Regions from separate parts of the Mus musculus genome. Here region 1 is linked to region 2. Evidence: chromatin contacts called from public HiChIP or PLAC-seq data. All regions are on one chromosome and are shown on one strand. The core of a region is the stretch at or near the end of the contact, and the rest is flanking DNA. Distances in the headings are between cores, read along the strand shown. Region 1 overlaps Pacrg (PARK2 co-regulated). Region 2 overlaps Pacrg (PARK2 co-regulated).

Region 1 (6,266 bases), core at 2,566-5,065, 130 kb before region 2:
TTGGCAGAGTCTCAGCAGCAAATGGTGGACCCAGGGAAGCATCAGAGCCCAGCTAGCTGACCCTCCCTTGACCTGCTCTGTGCAGGTGCCCTGTGAATATTCTCTTTCCTTATCAGCTGTGGCTTTACTCCCCTGAATTGCTCTTCTAATTACTTCCTTGTATTATAAAAGTATGGAGATTATTAATTATCAATCCTGAAATATTGATAATTATAAAAATGATAGCCACAGACAATAAAATAAATTAGACTTGTTTTGGCAAAGACCATTGAAGCCAGAGAGCCTCATGCATGCTCGGTAGACACTCTATTGTTAAACTATACCCTTAATTCCTAAATGTTAACAGTTTGATATATCTAAATGTTAAGGTAGGTTTAAAATTTATTAAAGAGAAAAAGCATACTTTCAAGTCACCAAATGGCAATGAATAACAATTTTCTTACAGTTTAGGGCTTAGCAATTCTGATAATTTAACTAGTTATAACTTAATTGGTAGATTTAGTGGTCACTTGTTATCTACAACTTAATTAATAGGTGTTTGTAGACTGGCATCATTTTATCACAACTTTGTCCAAAATGTTATTTTCTAAAGTCATATAGTTCTAAGAATCCATAACATTGAGTGTTCAGATTCACAAAGCAGCAGAATGAGCAGTTATATCCGGGCAAAAATATTTATGTCTCCTACTTTTAATTACTCTTTTATTTGAGGCTTTTACAGACAATGTATTTAAACTACTTCTATATATTGTATGATGTGTTCAAGTAAGATCGATGCTGGGGGTGGGCCTGTCCAGCAGCTTGGTCACATTGTATCTGCAGTCAGAAAGTAGAGAAGAAGAGGAATGCTGATGTTAGCTTGGGCTCATTCTACTCTCTCTCTCTCTCTCTCTCTCTCTCTCTCTCTCTCTCTCTCTCTCCCTCCCTCCCTCCCTCCCTCCCTCCGTCCCTCCCTCTCATCTCCTGTTTGTTTTAATTTATTGTTGGTTTGTTTTGCTCTTTTCTTCAGTCAGTGACTCTCTCTACCCATGGGATGGTGGCTATCCACATTTAGGAAGGCCTTTCCAGTTAAATCTTTTTGGGAACTTCCTCAGAGATACATTGCATGGGTTAAACACATTAGTGATTGAGTCACCAATAATGCAAGGGTGTCGAATTAGAAATCAAAACACTTTCCCTTGGAGTCAGTAAACCAGGGTGAGCCCCGATTTGAATTCTCCATTCCATGCTCAGTGCGTCTTCTGTCTGTTATATGAGTCTGAGTCTGAGTCTGAGCCTGATGAAAGATGGTCTTCTGAATCTGACCCTGTGTCTGTCAGTTGTGACTGTGTCTGTCCCTAACAAAGAGCTCTGCTCTCTCTTTTATTGATCAACACCAAAAGCATGACAGGGGGAGAGAATGGGATATTTTACAGACGTCTTTATAAAGGATTAAGTCACTGGCTCCAACTGACCCAGACAACAGGCAGTGCTATAAACATGACTGTTTATCAACTAATATCCATAAATGTTCTGCTCAACATTTATGGTGGATATTCATTTTAGAAGATTGCTTTCAACCTCCATATTTACTGCTTTCAGCAAATGACACTCATGTATTGTTCTGGGCCAGGAGTAGGGAAGAGTAAATAAATTAAGAATCAAGACCCTCTTGTATTTATGGTAATCTTGGCAGGATTGTTTCTGCCTTAAACTGTATATGTTTTTACATTTGTGTTACATGGTTTTTGCTGATTCTTTGAAGTAAGGGACCATTTTATTTCCAACCTCAAAACAATTAAGTTTTTGTTTTGTTCCTTTTTCTTTGCTTTAACTGTGCACAGTATCTTGCACATGTCGAGGATTTATTTAGTATATACAGAAGTGAATTATGTAAAAGCTCATTTCTTCTTGTGAAAAATCCAGGAGTGACTGATAATCTATTATGTTAGTAACAGACTCTTCCACCTACATAGTCTCAAAAAATAATTACAGTTCTCATGTTTGGACAGCCAGCAGAGCAGACCCACCCCCAGGAGCTAATATCTCCTCACATGGTCTTGTAAGAATTGACCACAATCCATCCATTTAATTACAAACATGCTGCCAATTAGCTCTGTGTCCCCAAGAGTTGTTGAATCTTTCAGTGTTTTAATTTTCTCCAGGATCTTTGTGGTTTGCACTGTCCATGTCTTTGGGAATAATAGCATCATTGTGACCACACCTACTGTGGCTGGAATAAGGCTTGGGCGAACCAAGGTCTATTAAAGCACCCCAACTAGCCACAGAGCCAGATGACAAGTGATAGCTGTACTGTAATTTTTAGTTTTGAAATTATTAGGAATAGTGGCTGCAGAGATGACTCGGGGGTTAAGAGCCCTGGCTGTCCTTCCAGAGGACCCAGGTTCTATTCCCAGCACCCACATGGCACCTCACAACTGTCTATAACTTCAGTTCCTGGGGATCAGACACCCTTATATCAGGCATCATGCATGCATACATACAAACATATAGACAGGCAAAACACCAATGTACATGAAATAAAAAAAAAATTTTAAGAAAAAATATTAGGAATGGTGGCCTCTGTCAGCCTTCAGTTTAAACTAATGTCATGGGCATTCTTGTGCTTTTCAGAGTGATTTAAGTATGATAAGTCTGTTTGAAATCACATATTATTCTATGAAAACAATATAGTAGCTTTAAACAAGAAAATAGCCTACAAATAGGGTAAGAACCCCACTAGAGAGACCATCAGGGGATATTCCGAAGAAGTCCTCATGTTCGTGAAAATGCATCTTATGGTGAGAGATTTGTGAAAATGTCTACAACTTCCAGGTTAACAAGGTGACCTCAGCACATCAGCATACTGAGTCCCTTCTTAGGAGAGTGTGACCCTGGCTCTGTTGGACTTACCAGGTTCATAATGTACACCTGGTAGGAGACATGATTCAGCATGTCAGATCTCTTCAATGACATGCCTTTGGTTGTCACTTCTAGTGACCCCAAAATGTATACCATACTGTACCAGGAATGGTCACAGTTTTACTCAGACCTTCAAATGTGATTATACATGCATGCATGCACGCATGCACTCTCACACACACACATTCGCGTACCTACGAACAGGAGACCACAGTTGAAATTCCAGTAGTTGATTCCTTCAGGTAGTCTTAGAGGGCTCACTTTGTCAGGATGATGCAGATCCTAAACTTGTAAGGTGGTCAGAAAATGATTAGGGTCACATTACAGCCCTTGAGCCTTCCCGTGGTAAAAATGCCCACAAAGAATTCAAACAGATATTTTATTAGCGGTGTATAATGTCTCTGAAACAAAAAAACAACAAGCAACAAAACAGGAAACAAATGCATTGAAGAACTGAAAGTTAGTCAAGGGCAAGACCATTCTGATGTGGTTTAACTGGTTTAAACGATTAGTTGACTTAACTTCATGAATCTCGAAATCAATATATTTTAGTAAACTAGAGTCATCTTTAATTTTCTGTGCGGAGCACACAGCATTTTAAGCAACCCTTCATGTCTGACATTTTGGCATACTTCTACTGGTCCAAACCGTTTTCTCTCAAAGACTCCATACTGCCATGAAGGCATTCCTATTTTATGTCTCCATTTTTGGCTGAAAATCCTTGTGGCTGATCTCAGCCTGTTTCCCTAGGTCTTCCCTTAAGAGTTGAGGGGATTAGAGCGTGAGGAGAACAGGAAGAGAGGAGCTTGCCAGTAGGTGGCTCACTTTGAATGTGCTTGGGATGGGATCAGAAATGTCACCCCTCCTCCACTAAGCCTTTGCTTTCTATCCCTGCTGCTTGGAGCCTTTTTCTGTAATGCCTGAGTCATTTGCAGGGGGGTGAAGAGGGGAAGAAAGAGAAGAAAGCCAGCATGCACCAGCCTCCTCAGAGCGTAAGAATAGCATGGCCCCATCTCATTCTGAGTGGTCCCCAAGTGGAGCCTGAACCGAATTCTCTTCTCCACACACAATTGCTTGTTCTTTTGTTCCTTGTGTCCTTAGCAAAGACTGAAAGAACTAAGCCTGTAATACTTGGGCCCTCCTGTGTCACTTAAGGAATAATAGGCCATTGTCTTCATTAAGCCACCCTTGTTTTAGCAAATAGAATCCAGAGCCTGGAGGGAGAACATTTTGAAGGGGGCAGAATCAGAGGAGAGAGGCTTCACTGGATTCCCTAGAGAAACTGTTTTGTTTCTCCTGCTTTATTGCTCCTCACTGAGAAGATTCATATTCAAATGGGCTGAGTCTGTGAATAGTTGCTTGCACATTCTCATGCACCCAGGAAGGCTATGATTATGGCTAATTACAGCGCAGAATGAAACCCTAACAAGAGTGCTCAATCAGATTGTTGTTCATGCATGAAGTAAGTAAGGCTGGCCAATGGAGGTGTGATTCTGGTAATTACAAACATTGTGGCTATTTGAAAAATGCTTAGTAAATCTGTTCAGGACAAAATAAGTTCTAATTAATCACTTTAGACTCTGATTTCTCCAGACGATTCATGTGCACTTTAAAAAAAAGTTTAAGGTCCCCTCAATAAACCAAATCTAAATATAAAATATGCTCATTGTCCACACTTTGTTGGAGGAATGGAACTATGCCGCCTGCCCCATTCCTGTCTTTTCTGGCCATCATATCGAACTTGCCTTTTATGCAACTCGACAGACGGTTCTTTAAAAATAAATGTGTACATATTCTTGTTATTATCTGGCAAACCAAATGATTTATGAAAAATTACTGGAAAACATCAACTGTTAATTTAAACATCCAGATCGATTTAATAATTGTGCTGATGTGTCTAAGAATATTCAGTAGACTGTGGCCCTGGATTATAATACCCAAGGATGTTACAGGCTGAAGAAATGTTATCTTCTCCTAATCCATCACGAGGAACAGGACTGAGGCCGCAATAGCAACAAAGAAATGCCTAGCGAGAACTTTGTGACACAGGCATCCTTCAGAAATAAACTAGGTAGCACGCTCATCTGTGTAGTTCAGACAGTGCACTAGGAAACTTAACAAAGTCGTGTGAGAGCGTTCTCCTCAGAGTTCCTGTATTGCTTTCCTTCCTTCCTGTCATGTGAGGCTCCATCGAAGGCAGGGCAAGAGTGACCTTCCTAGGCTCCAAAGCTGCCTTGGAGAAGGCAAGAAATTCCAGTTTCCAGCGTCCTCACTAGAGAGAGAGCACCGGCCATGACGGGACCCTCCTGCAGATCTGCTTCCTTGCTTCTTCTCTGTAGAGAATACTCTGCATGAAGATATTGGTGGCTTCACATCCTGAGCCTGACAGTAATTAACTGGTGGCCCCTATGAGAACAGAATCAGACTGTAGGAACATGTACACTTCAGGGCCATTCTTGTTTTCAGAAACTTTTAAACTGGAGACATCTTGGGTTTCTCTATTTTTTTTTCAAAGTACTGCATACTAATGGAGTGGCTACAGGACCAGTTTCTTTATTTGACATTTTGCAATTTCCTTTGTTCCCTAACCTAAAAATAGATCTTAAGAAATTGTAAGTTTTTTCTCTGTGGTAATCCAAAATAAGTCAATCCAAGCCAGATATAGATAGATAGATAGATAGATAGATAGATAGATAGATAGATAGATAGATAGACAGACAGAGATGGATATGGATATGGATATGGATATGGATATGGATATGGATATGGATATGGATATGGATATGGATATGGAAGCTACTGCTCTGGGGCAGCTTCACTGGCCCCAAAGACTGAGTCCAGAGAAGTCACTATGGGGAGGGAGAACGAGGGGAGGGGGAAGAGAGAAAGTGCAGAGAGAGAGAGAGAGAGAATGAGGGGAGAGAATGGAAAAGAGGAGAGAGGGAGGGAGGGAGGAAGAGAAAGGGAGAAAGGGAAGGAGGGAGGGGGAGAATTAGCAAAATGTCTGGATTATGTAGGGAAGAGCCTCTGGGGGGAAGGCAGTCCAGCCTCTAGGCTGGAAAGTTCAGAATTGGGTGCAGGATATGCTAGGTAGGAACTGAGGGATGTTGGGAGAACCTAGAGGCCAGGTCTCTTTAGTATGCAAGATATGCATCTCAGCACCTTGTCCCTAGCCTTGTCCCAGGGCCTAAAATCAATCAAAAATGGCCAGAGTGACGGTAAGAAAGGTAGCGTGATAAAAGCATTTCATTTAAGGGTCTCAAATGTGCCTCGGTCTTTGTTTGCTTTCATTTCTGATAGAATGCATTCCACCCAACTACTTGAGAACTTTTCAATTTTGCCCTATTGAGCAGTTAAATCTGAAC
Region 2 (5,569 bases), core at 2,256-4,755:
ATATTTGTAGTTCTTTCCTTAAAGGAAACCATAAGTCTTTATCAGTGGTTTGTGCCTGCTAATCTCAAATGATCTCCATTCTTGTGTGTTTGTGTTTGTGTTTGTGTTTGTGTTTGTGTGTGTGTGTGTGTGTGTGTGTGTGTGTGTGTGCCAAGCTCTACCCCTCCAATTTCATATTTTAGATTTCTTTATATTTCAGGTAATATTTCTGCTGAAATTTGCTGAATGTTATTTTGCAACCCTCAACTGTATAAACAAATATAAGTTAGGAAGTTTTATGTATATTAGTACACTGTAGCTCTCTTCAGACACACCAGAAGAGGGCATCAGAGCCCATTATGGATGATTGTGAACCACCATGTGGTTGCTGGGAACTGAACTCAGGGTCTCTGGAAGAGCAGTCAGTGCTCTTAACCTCTGAGCCATCTCTCCAGCCCCAGATATTAGGGAGTTTTAAGTCCCCTATATGTGTACACAACAGACTCTGAAGCCTGTGGCTGGCTGTAGCGTGCTGCACAGCACAGACTGACAGTGTCAGGCTGCGGGCTTTGCGAGCACAGCAGCTCCTGCTTACCAAGGGGAGACAGGAGGAGGTGTGAACATGCAAGCAGAAGCCCAGTGCTGGACTTTGGAAGCAGGGGTCAGAGCTGAGAGATGCAGGGCCTTCAGCAGCTTCAGCAGGTGAGCAGAGGCCTTCCCACGAACTGGAGAACATGACACACTTTGATTTTAGCCTGCATGACTCATTTTGAACTTTTGTCTTTTGTAAAAATCTCGTGTCTCTAGCAGCATATGTATCAGAAGATGGCCTAGTCGGCCATCATTGGAAAGAGGCCCATCAGTCTTGCAAACATTATCTGCCTCAGTACAGGGGAACGCCAGGGCCAAGAAGTGAGAGTGGGGGGGGGGAGTGGGGGGGAGGGTATGGAGGGACTTTTGGGATAGCATTGGAAATGTAAATGAAGAAAATACCTATTTAAAAAATTACATTATAGTGAACTCAGAAATAAAAATACCACATGGCAAGATGGAGGCAATCAGCCGTCCAGACGCTTGTCCAGTCTCAGACCCTCTGCACCTCCATGAGTGTTGTCACAGTTAGAAGGGCTGTTCTGAAGCCGTGGAGCATTAACTGTGAATTGCACTCTTAGGGACATTTTATGGACTCTTCTACCACACAAAAAGAAACAATCATGAGGCAGTTAAAGCTGAAAGACTGAATAGCTCTGTGTCGCCTCTCACAGCTCCTGGGTCCTTTTGCTAAGCTCTGCCCCTCCTCTTCAGCCAATATGGTTCTTTATCTAGCCTCCTTTCTACATGTTTACACTCTACCAGCCATGCTTACTGCTGTTTACAGATATGCATTACAGGCTAGCATCCACACATGTGGGAGCAGGCAGGGTTTTAATTTTCTTTCTGTTTGGGTCACTTCCATTAATAATATACATTCTAAACCCACCCGCTTTTCCTGAAAACTTCATAATTTCATTTTCCTTACAGATATCACAGACTATATCATATATCTATCACTAGATACTTTCATTTTCTGTTCATATGTTGATAACCATGTACATTTGTTCCATTCATTTGTTATCATAAAAACAATAGCAACACACCTGAATGGTCAGTTATTTCTAGGGTAGAATATGGAATTCTTCCGGTTTATACCAAGGAGTGGAATGACTGGGTCCTATGGAAGTTGTACCTTTCTTTTATTTTCTCTCTTTCTCTCTCTCTTTCTTTCTTCTTCCTCCCTTTCTTTTTCTTTCTTTCTTTCTTTCTTTCTTTCTTTCATTCGTTCTCTCTTTCTTTCCTTCTTTCCTTCCTTTATCCATCCTTTCTTCCTTTATCCATCCTTCCTTCCTTTCTTCCTTTCTTCCTTCCTTCCTCACTCCCTCCTTTCCTCCCTCCCTTCCTTCCTTCTCCTTTTTTCTAGGAACCTCCAAACTGGTTTCCACAATGGCTGTGTTAAGGTGCAGCACCCCCAGCAATGGGTCTTCTTTCCCTACAACCTCTCCCACATTTCCAAATTCAGATTTGTTGGTGATGACCATTTTGACTGGGGTCACTCATTCATTCATTCCTTTGTTGACTGGAGGTTTTATTGCCTTGGCATTTAATTTCTGCAGTGGTAAATCCTGGACATTAGTCTTCTGTCTCAAGGGTAGCTGGTAGAGCTCTTCTCCCTGCCTGTGCCCTGCTGATGTTTCCTTTGGTGTGCAGAAACTTCTTAACTCTGTGGAGTACTATCTCCTCATGCCTGTGGCTGGTTCCTGCACTACTGAAGTTCTATGTCAAAAGTCCCTGCCACCAGCACTGTTGTGAGACGTCTCCCCTGTGTATTTCTCTCACACTTTCACTGTTTCAGGTTTTCAAATTAAAGTCTTTAATCCATTTTGAATTGGGTTTTATACAAAGTAGAATGGTATGGATGTAGTTTTATTCTTTTGTGGGTAGACTCCAGTTTCCAGCTTCGTTTGTTGACTAGGCTCTCTTTGTCCACTGCATGATTTTTATCTTCTGTGTCAAAAGTAGGTAGCCATTGCATTGCTAGTTTATCTCCAGATCCTGTTCCTGTGTCATGTCAGTTTGGTCTACCTATGAGTTTTAATGCCAGTACCAGGTTCTTTCTCTCTGTCTCTCTCTGTCCATCTATCTCTCTGTCTCTGCTTTCTCTCTGTCTCTGTGTGTGTGTGTCTGTATTTGTGTGTGTGTGTCTGTATGTGTGTGTGTCTGTGTGTGTCTGTGTGTCTGTGTGTCTGTGTGTGTGTGTGTGTGTGTGTGTGTGTGTGTGTGTGTGTGTAGAGAACCAGAGGTTAGATCTCTGCAGTATGATTTGAGCTTAGGAATCATACCTCCAGCTGTGTCCTTACTACTTACAATTACTTAATTGCTGGGGCTACCCGTGGTCTTTTGTGGTTCCATCTGAGTTTCTGAATTGTCTTCCTAGATCTGTAAAATATAACATCAAAACTTTGATAGGGATTATATTAAACCTGTAGGCTGATTCTAGTAGCATAGTCATTTTCACAGTATTAGTTCTGTCAAACTAGGAGCATTGAAGTTTTCCCCTGATCTGGTTTCTTCTTGTGTGTGCACTGGAATATTTTTTCCAGTCATAAAGAATGAGGCTATAGTGTCTGCCGGAAAATGGGTGCAAATGGAAAGAATCATATTAAGTGACTTAAGTCAGTCTCAGAAACACAAATACTGTGTGTTTCCTCTCATCTGTGGGCCCTAAATGTTATAGATGCATAAATCACACACATACAGAGGCCATGAACTTGATGTAATGCTTTAGAGAGGGGAGAGGCGAAAGGGGGAATGTTGGGTCATGGGGAGATAGACTCAAAGTGCATCCTATATATACATGAAAGTGGCCTCACTAACCCTGCAGAATAAAAAGGCAAGAGAGAAAGAAAAAGTCTCCCTGTGACTGTGAGTCCTGACCCCATCAGTGTAGTGTCCATGGAATGCTAGCTGTGCTGTGGGTCATAACACAGAGGCTGCCATGAGGCAGAGCCTGACAGGCCTAATAATGGGGCCTTGTTTGGCACATTTCGTGAAATGGAAGTACAGGAAACTAAATTAAATCAAAAGCCCCTTTCAGTTGAAAAAGAACAATGGGCCCAAGAAAGTTAGGATTGTTTAGAGGCCAATTCAATCACTCTCTGCCTTTGGGTGAGTCATTTCACCCGAACAGGATGTCAGTTCTCACTGGAGAGTCAAAGGGAGATTGAAATGAAGGATTTAAAGTCATACAAAATGACTTGTTATCCCAGATGACCAGATCCAGAAAGTCTGAGACCAATGCTTGCTTAACACGTTATTTTGAAGAAATTTCCAGGGATGGGGATGGAGTGGTGTTCCTTAAAGAGTGTCAATTAAAAAGCAGATTCATTCATTCATTCATCTGTTTTCATCTGGTCTGTGTGACAGATCCTGAGCCATGATAATACTGGGTCAAATACAGACACACACAAAAAAAGACAGTTGTGAGTGTTGTATTAATTGTAAGTGTGCATGTGGTGTGGTGTGTGTGTGTGTGTGTGTGTGTGTGAGAGAGAGAGAGAGAGAGAGAGAGAGAGAGAGAGAAAGAGAGAGAGAGAGAAAGGAGAGAGGAGAGAAAGAGAGACCCCTACACTTGCAAGACATATCAATGTTCTGCTGTCTCTTACTATCCTCTTGTTGCTCTGGAAAATTGTGTTTCCATCTAGAAAGTGGGAGGTTGGGGCAGGGAGCAATTCTTTCTCCTAAGGCTTCTCTTCCCTCCCTTCCATCCCTGTCTCTCTCACTTGGTGTCACCAAGTATGGGCAGTTCAGCTGGCCTCCATGGAATGGAGTGTGTGGATTCAATTCTGTCTTGCCATCTTTTCTTTCTCCTGTAACCTTCAAATGGCCTAGTAGGTTATCTCATCTGGGGCTTAGATAGGGCCTCCATCCTTGTGTTCATAGCGAAAGTTCTCATGGTTGGAGCTGGTCCTCCATCTTTTCCTTTATAACTCAAGATATCTAATGACGTTACTGAAGCTTGGCTGCAGGCTGTCTCCATAGACCAGCTCACACCAGTGCTGATGACCTAACAATGTGGCAGGCACATTGTCCCTGACTTGGCATGATCGCCGCCAGTTTCTGCTGTAGCTTGGAACTTTCTTGGCCCATATCCTGAAAAATAAACTACCGTAGCCAATTGCTGCCCTCCGCCAGCATATACTCCGGACCCTCCAGGTTTTCTTCAGTCTCCCCATCTGCATCACACTTGTGTCTGTCCAGATGAATGTGCATACATGAGACATGCACATGTGAGCAGCCTCCAACCCATGTGCAGCATCTGGGGAGCATGATGCTGGCCATTGACTTCCATTCTCTCTCCCAATCCTACAGAGCCCCTTGTATCTGGGAGTCACTACTCCCGCTCCCCTCCTCCGGCTACAAAGACAACAAGAGGCTTGATTCCTATTGGGATCTAGGTAAATATTTGACTACACATTCATTAATTGCTCATGCAATTAAAATGTGTCTAATGCTATTACAATAAGATGTCAATAATGAGGATGAACACGTGCTGGCCAGTGCTTAGAGGTTTACATGAATGAGCCAATTGTGTTATTTACCAAAGGTGGCTGAAGTGTGTACTAATAACATCCCCGTTTGCATGAGGAACCCAAACATGGCTTGTGCAAGGTCATAGAGCTAACTTGCAGCTGAGACAGGGAGGAGATGAGACACCTATACTCTGAACTGCTGTGATGTATAAAAATTCACAGGGGATAGAAAAAAGTGGGGAAGCACTCTAGGATTCCCGAGCATTTTCAGCAAAGAGTGGCCTATCCGTGGCAACTGGAACTTTGGACATAGAGGGCAATGTCGCAATAAGGCTGGAAGGGGAACTGGTGGGCAGAGGCTGGGTGGTCCAGTGTTTAGGCACCACCCTTGTACACAGCTGTGGTCCATGGTGTTTTTAGAAGGGAGTCTGGAGCATACCCTGGAGAATGACAGAGAGGACTGAACCTGTTGAGGTCATTTGAGAATCTGATGACTTGGTCACTTGCCAAGTGCAAGGTAGCTT

Evidence for each region. HiChIP or PLAC-seq counts read pairs in DNA pulled down with a chosen protein or histone mark.
Region 1: an H3K27ac HiChIP or PLAC-seq map of neural progenitor cells shows a contact between it and region 2, with 4 times the contacts expected there. The contact joins two enhancer-like sites. A contact is called at or near these places in 2 of 484 Hi-C or Micro-C datasets (both in uterus), 1 of 115 datasets of contacts at active chromatin or transcription factors (neural progenitor cells) and 1 of 9 other capture datasets (embryonic stem cells).

What each region holds. Positions count from the first base shown.
Region 1 is chr17:10,742,805-10,749,070 of GRCm38.p6, reverse strand. All of the region lies in intron 2 of Pacrg (PARK2 co-regulated), which reads left to right. Among named protein-coding and RNA genes, the nearest start is that of Gm16169, 62 kb to the left of the region's middle. Within about 2 kb of position 3,815, at least 82 of the 459 cell types and tissues checked have an H3K27ac peak or open chromatin away from gene starts, as enhancers often do. A contact at or near this core is called in neural progenitor cells, where this site is marked.
Region 2 is chr17:10,609,952-10,615,520 of GRCm38.p6, reverse strand. The region is part of intron 2 of Pacrg (PARK2 co-regulated); the gene reads left to right. Among named protein-coding and RNA genes, the nearest start is that of Gm52294, 61 kb to the right of the region's middle. Within about 2 kb of position 3,505, at least 18 of the 459 cell types and tissues checked have an H3K27ac peak or open chromatin away from gene starts, as enhancers often do. A contact at or near this core is called in neural progenitor cells, where this site is marked.